Regions from separate parts of the Macaca mulatta genome. Here region 2 is linked to region 1. Evidence: chromatin contacts called from public Hi-C data. All regions are on one chromosome and are shown on one strand. The core of a region is the stretch at or near the end of the contact, and the rest is flanking DNA. Distances in the headings are between cores, read along the strand shown.

Region 1 (3,336 bases), core at 237-2,736:
ATTGTCTGACCATAAGAACGGAGCACAGCAAAACAAAAATTGAGATTTTTAAGAATTAGGATGTCTTGAAATTGTTTTATACTTCAGTCAGACTTCTTAACACATTGCATGAACTGTTATTTAATGCATGAAGGTTTCCTTCACCCGAAGTCCTTAAATAAGGGGGCTCACATTTACATTCTCATGTCTTCAAGTGTCTTCTAGAGGTAGAGATGTTAAGGCATTTAATGTGAAGATTGTCACATGCTAGAAAAAAATGTTAAGAGCCTAAAGCATTAATTCACGTAGTCTCATCTTTTCAAGTCTTGGATAAATGTATTCGATTGACAATAACGAAATCGACAAAAATATTTAGGATCCACATTAAATGTACTGCAAACAAGTGAAAATTTCAACTTTGGTTGCAGTCCTCTAAATAAAATTCCAGGAAACTACAAGCAGAGCCGACTCAAAGAATGGGAAAACATGAAGATAAAAAACATTTTAAAATTCTTCCTTAACATCTACACTCAAATTCTTCTCCACCCACCCTCCCCAACGGCCGGGGTCGGTAAAAAGCTGGCTGGGTTTTCACATCTGCACTCAAGTTCTCAAATACTAAGTTCTTCGCCCACATGGCGGTTTGAGAAGTGTAATGTAACTACTTCAGCAAAAACAGGAAGTATTCTAAAGCAGCAAAGTTTTTAACAATCTCATATTTCCAACAGGATGCTGCGAAGAAAAGAACAGGCCAATTATCGACTTCTCCTCGCGGAGAGAACCGGTAAAATGCCCAGAAAAGCGTCCGCCGAACTTCAGCGAAAGCACTACCTTCTCGTGCTTCGAGGCCATTTGCGGCATTTTCTGCCGGGCCGCCTCCGCCCTCTTCTCTCCAATCCCAGGCTCTCTTTCCCGGCGGCAGAGCGAGGCGGCGGCCATTGCGGGCCAATGCGCCATTTCGTAACACGGCGGCGGATCAATGTCAATGTGGCCGCCGCCCGCCTGCTCGCTCGCCCGGATGTGCCTGCTCGTCCCTTCCCCTCCCCCACAACCTCTTCCCAACCGCTCCCGCCGGGGCCCGCCATGCCGCCCTCGGCCTCGCTTCTGAGGCCGCGCAACCGGCAGGCCGGCTTCCCTCCCGGGACCTCCCCGACCACGCCGCGCCTCCAAGGGGCCGCCTGTGTAGCCGAAGATGAAGGCGAGGCGGGTGAGGGGCCCCGAGGAGGTCTCCAAGGCCCGCTCCCCTCCCCCTCCCACCGCCCGTCTCAACGCAAGAGCGCGGGACGGCCGCCCCGGTTCACCCGGCCTCCCCGCTCCCACCGAACCAGGCCCCCCACGCCGGCCATTCCCCACCAACCCCCCGCTCTCCCCCTAATACCTCCTCCCCCCGGCGGCGACGGCGACGGCCGGAGTCGGGCTGGGGGCGACCGGGCGGCGGTTTTACCTCCATTTTGAGACCGGACTCGCCTCTTCCAACTCGAGTTCAATATGGGACCGAGAGGAAGAGGCGGGGCCAGTCGTCACGTGACGCGTTTTCCGCGCGCCGCCAGTCTGGTGGGGGAGGAGCGAGCTGGGAAGGGGGCGGAGCCAAGCGGGCGCGAAGAACGACTGGACCAGCGGGTTGGCGGGCGGAGGGCGGAGGCGCGGCGTGCCGCGGGAGCGCGCGCGCCTCGCCGACTTTCAGGGCAGGACCGCCTTGGCGCCGTTCGCGTCCGGACGAGTTCCGGGACGTCAGTTCGGTCTCCGCCAATGGTGAGCGTCCACGTAGAGAAAACGCCTCGTGATCGCGCGTCACCAGAGAGAAAGGCCTTTCCTTTTCTTCTCGCGCTTGTGCCTCCTTCCCCCGCAGGCCTCTAGTTTTCCTTTTCCGAATTCATTCCATTCCTGTGCCCGAAATAAAACCTACGTTTTTCTTGCTTGTAATTTAAAGGTTGCAGGTAAAACCCCTTAGCCCTTCGGACCACCTATCCTGTTTCCAAATGCCAGGGACCAGTGTCTGTGACTGCGGCGCCCACCTGAGGGCATGTACTGAAAATCCCTGCGGCTCCGACGTGTAGGAATCACAGGCACCCTGGGCAGGCCTCAAAACGCGGCCGACATACAGAATTTTTACCATTAACGACCTGAGGCAGGACTGGTGGAGGTCAGTTCATTAGTTACTGATCTCAAGAAACAAGTCAGGACTATTTTCTAATGTGCTTCTTTCAAGTTAGTGTGGAAAGAGCTGATGCATCTGTTGTAGCTGACGGAATTTAAGGAACTGAATAATTGACAAGATTTTCAGAAAAGCAGGGTCGCCAGATAATGCTACCAGTTTGCGAAAGATTGTTACCGTAATGCTCTAGAGATCTAATCCTTTCTCGGCCTAGTCAGATGATTTTAAATCATTTGACTTCACAGAGCTGTAGTTTCAGTTTTTTACATGAAAAGGGGGATGGGATTAGGTCATCTTCTAACACCCAGGCCAGCCATAAATTGATAATCTATGAATCCATATTTAAAGTTACTGATAAAAATAACCACAATTGACGAGCCTCCCTTCCCTGTTAGAAAATGCTTTATATTTTAATTTAGCAACCCATGTGACCAACTCTTTTAGAATTGAACTGGTTCTCCCTAGGAAAGGTTAGAAATCTAATCAGTTACATTAAAAGTTTCTGTTAACAAATGGGGAGTGGTCGACTTCGAGTTTGGAAAAGGGAGCGCAAAGTCTAAGAATTTGTTAATTTATTTAACCGTTGCCCCAGGAGGACCTGCGTTATAGTTTGGAAACATGCACAAAGGGTAGTTTTGTGGGGCAGAAACCAGTTAGCAGTCCTTAATGTAATTTGGATGAAATAACCGTTCAAACCAGACTCCTCCTGTTGCTTTGATTCCTTTTTCGCAAACTTTCACGTATTCTGCGTATCCAGGTGCTCCTGATGGCCAGCAATAGACTTGAGACATTGTAAGAATGTATAGCCTTAGCGTCTAGTTAGTGTTAAGATTTTCTAAGTCTGATTACTGTGAAATAGTCCTGGTAATTTTATCAATTCTGGATACAAAGAAAAATGCAAAGTGAAAGACCTTTGGAAAGTGGTATTCACACCAGAGTACCCTATGAAACACTACATAGGTGATCAAGAAGAGTGATCACCTGGCTGCACTTTAGGGTATGTTTTTCCAGGTTTTTCTAATCAAGTTAATTCTAATCAATAACTTTTGTTCTAATTAATAACTTTTGTATAAATGTTAATGTTAAATCGCGAAACAATGTGGGATGGGATACTAAGTTCTCTCCAGGAACATGAAATGTCAGTCCATTTATTCACATCTTTTTGTCCTCCCCATTGTATTGGTCCAGATTTGTTGTTCATC
Region 2 (3,336 bases), core at 293-2,792, 52 kb before region 1:
AACAATTTCTCCTAACTTGTTTTCATTGTGCAGATAATGTTGCAGGGTTTTCACATAACAGCTGAAAGGAATTAATAGGAATTGAAGAAGCTTGCTTCAATTACAAGTAATTAATGTAGGCTTCACTTATCTCAAGGAATATCTGAATATACAAATTTACACATAAATCCTGGGAGTGTCAAATTATGCAACAGAGAGAAAGTAAGCTCTGCAGTTTTTTGGGCGTTGATCGCTATAGTCAGGGGTGTGTGTGTGTGTGTGTGTGGTTTTTGAATGAAATAGTAAAACCACTGCCAGTATTATCTACTTCACCTGGTTCTGAATAATTCCAGGAAGGTAGAAACTGAAAACCAGTCTTGTTAAAGAGTTAGAAAGACTGTAAATGCGTAAGAGGAAAGAAAAAAACAAAACCAAACCATTTATCTATCCTCTTTGAACCCGTTTCACAATATTCCTGATTTCAAATACTTGAAGTTTTCTCTGGGCAATAATTAATGTTTAAATAATTGTTTTTAATGTAAGACATAACACATACGCATTGCAGATTTAAAGCATACTTGGAAGTAGCAAGGAAAAAGATAAAAATCATTGATTCCACAGCATTTAATATATTGGTAACTATCCTTCAATTTTTTTCTGGGCACATGTTTTTATAAAATGAGCCAATACTATACAAACGTTTTTGTAACTTTTTAAAATTTGTACTATTTTGTGAGTACGTGAAAAAGAAATTTGTAAAGATTAAAAGATCATAGCATGTTGTGGTATTACACACTGTTGAAGGGCGCCATCTGTGGCGTGGTGGCTGTGCTTTAGTGGGAAGAAGTTCTCTTGCGGTTCCCGTTTTTCTCCCAGCTCTGGGTAGGCAATACTGACCACTCTCCGACCTAAAGGGACTTCTCCGTTTGCCCTTGACGGAGACACGTGGGAGTTCAGAGGAGAGCGTTCAGGGTGACTGCGAACACGAGCTCCCGGCGCTGTCCACATCTCCCCTGGGCAGGGCCCACTGCCCCCAGCCCGGGAGGGGAGCAAGGGCGGGAGGGCAGTTGGCAGTGGCACGGCCTGGGTCCAAACCTTTAGCCCCCCACCCCGGCTGGCGCCACTCTCGGGCGGTAAAGTGAGATAAAAGCAGGGCAAGGTTCTGTAACTCCAAATCAGGGAGGCGCAGCTCCTACACCAACGCCTTTCCGGGGCTCCGGGTGTGTTTGTTCCAACTGTTTAAACTGTTTCAAAGCGTCCGAACTCCAGCGACCTTCGCAAATAACTCTTTATCTCGCGGGCTAGAGCGCTGCCCTTATTTGCGGGGGAGGGCAACTGAACGCCGGCACCGGGGCGCTAACTGTGGCCTCCTCTCGATCCCCCGCCTGCTGGGACCCCAGCTGGCAGTCCCTTCCCGCCCCCGGACCGCGAGCTTCTTGCGTCAGCCCAGGCGCGGGTGGGGGATTTTCGGAAGCTCAGCCCGCGCGGCCGGCGGGGGAAGGAAGGGCCCAGGCTCTTGCCCCGCCCTTCTGGGGCGGGAGGCGGAGCGGGGCAGGGGCCCGCCGGCGTGTCGCCGATCAGCGAGTGCCGGGGAGCCCGGAGGAGCCACCGACGCCGCTGCCGCCACCAGAGCCGCCCTGTCCGCGCCGCGCCTTGGCAGCCGGAACGGGGCCGCCGTCGGGGAGCCCCAACACACGGTCCCCAGCTCAGCATGATGGAGTTGGAGCTGCCGCCGCCGGGACTCCCGTCCCAGCAGGTGCTGCCTCGGCCCTCTGGGCCCTGCGGTGGTGCCGGGACGGGGGCGGGGGAGCTAGGGAACCGCGGCCCGGGAGGGATAGCCGCAGCCGGCTTCCTCCACGTCCGGCCAGAGCCAGGACCGCAGCGCTGGCTGGAGCCGCCGCGCTTGCGCTGGGGCAGGGTGGGGAGGGGCAGCGGGGACGCGGCCGGGTGGTCCGACCGACCACGAGCCCGAGGGCGAACGGGTGGGAAGTTGCGGGAAGGTCTGGGGACTGAGCCCGCGGGCGTGGGCAGTGGTGGGCGAATCCAGCCGCGTCCCCGGTCCCCAGAGCTGGGCTTCGGAGCCCCTAAGTTTGAGCGGCCCGGCGGGCGGCGGGGCAAGAGGGGCGGACGCTGGCCGTCTGAGCCGGCGCGGCCCGGCCCTTCCGGGGCTGCGCGGCTCCCCCGCCTCAGAGCCGGCAAAAATGTGCCTAGTCACGGGGCCACTCTCGGGGGAACTGAGGTCGCCTTCGTGCTGGGACCCAGAGCCCCTTCGCCGCGCCCCAAGACCTCCGTGTGTGCGGGCTGCGGCGCGCTCACACCGCTGGGCCGTCTGTGGGCGCTGCTTTGCGAAGTCATCCATCTGTCGGATCACTCTCTGGCAGCCTTGAGCTTTCTTGAAAGCTCAACCCCGGGACGAGGGAGGAGCGCCTGAAGTGCCCAGCGGGCCCAGAAGCCCCGACGTGTGGCGGCTGAGCCGGGCCCCGCGCACTTTCTCGGCCGGGGAGGGGTTCGGGCCCGGGCACCCGGAGTTGGCCTCTCGCAACGCCGCGGGAAAGTGCGGGCGAGGGCAGCGGACTCTGAGGCCGGAGTCGGCGGCACCCGGGGCGTCTAGTTCGGACGCGGTGCCCCCTGGTGGCGCGCACCGCGCGCGTGGCTTTGGCCTCTGTGACAGCGGTCTGTTGGCCGTCACAGCAGCCCTCGGTTGGCCCTTTCCTGCTTTATAGCGTGCAAACCTCGCCGCGCCAGGGCCAAGGGACAAGTTGGAGCTGTTGATCTGTTGCGCAATTGTTATTTTCCCCAGAGCGGCTTTGTCTTTGGATTTAGCGTTTCAGAATTGCAATTCCAAAATGTGTAAGACAGGAGATTCTCTTCTGTGCTGTCAAGGGTAAGAGTTGCGAGTGTAGATTAGAATTTCTATTGCTTTTAGTTTGTTAATAATTTTTTGCTTTCAGCTGTTATTTCTTCCCTGAGTACTTTATATATTTTTCCTTTTCAGTTGAGAATTTGCCTCAGTTTCTTAACATGTCCACCCTCTTTTGCAGGGGCAGAGAGTGGAACGCTTGCGTTTCAAAACACATGCTAATTTCTGTAAATTGTTATAAAAGTGAAAAGAAGTTTCAGCTCATCCTTGTAGAAACTTTAAAAGTAGATATTTATATTTCTAATTTCTTTTGTAAATGAATTTTAGGAAAAAAATTGGAATTCAAGGAAACGTGTACTTGATGTACGGTAAATTCGTTTATGCTGTTAAATGTAAAGTCTTAGGTTAATTCCAAAGATCTATTGTAAAGTTTTAAGTTATAGACAATGTATTAATTGTGCCTTTTTTTCCCCCTTTAAAGTTGTCTTGAACTTTTC

Evidence for each region. Hi-C and Micro-C count contacts between places; a contact is called where the count stands out from the background.
Region 2: a contact with region 1 is called in a Hi-C map of liver, with 4 times the contacts expected there. The contact joins the promoter of NFE2L2 here to the promoter of HNRNPA3 in region 1. A contact is called at or near these places in 4 of 14 Hi-C or Micro-C datasets (CD4 T cells, blood, cortical neurons and 1 more).

What each region holds. Positions count from the first base shown.
Region 1 is chr12:82,127,541-82,130,876 of T2T-MMU8v2.0, reverse strand. It overlaps HNRNPA3 (heterogeneous nuclear ribonucleoprotein A3), which reads right to left and starts at 1,486. Exons shown (of 10, transcript XM_077957239.1): 1 at 1,358-1,486. The coding sequence starts at 1,429.
Region 2 is chr12:82,179,605-82,182,940 of T2T-MMU8v2.0, reverse strand. It overlaps NFE2L2 (NFE2 like bZIP transcription factor 2), which reads left to right and starts at 1,542. Exons shown (of 5, transcript NM_001257607.1): 1 at 1,542-1,735. The coding sequence starts at 1,691.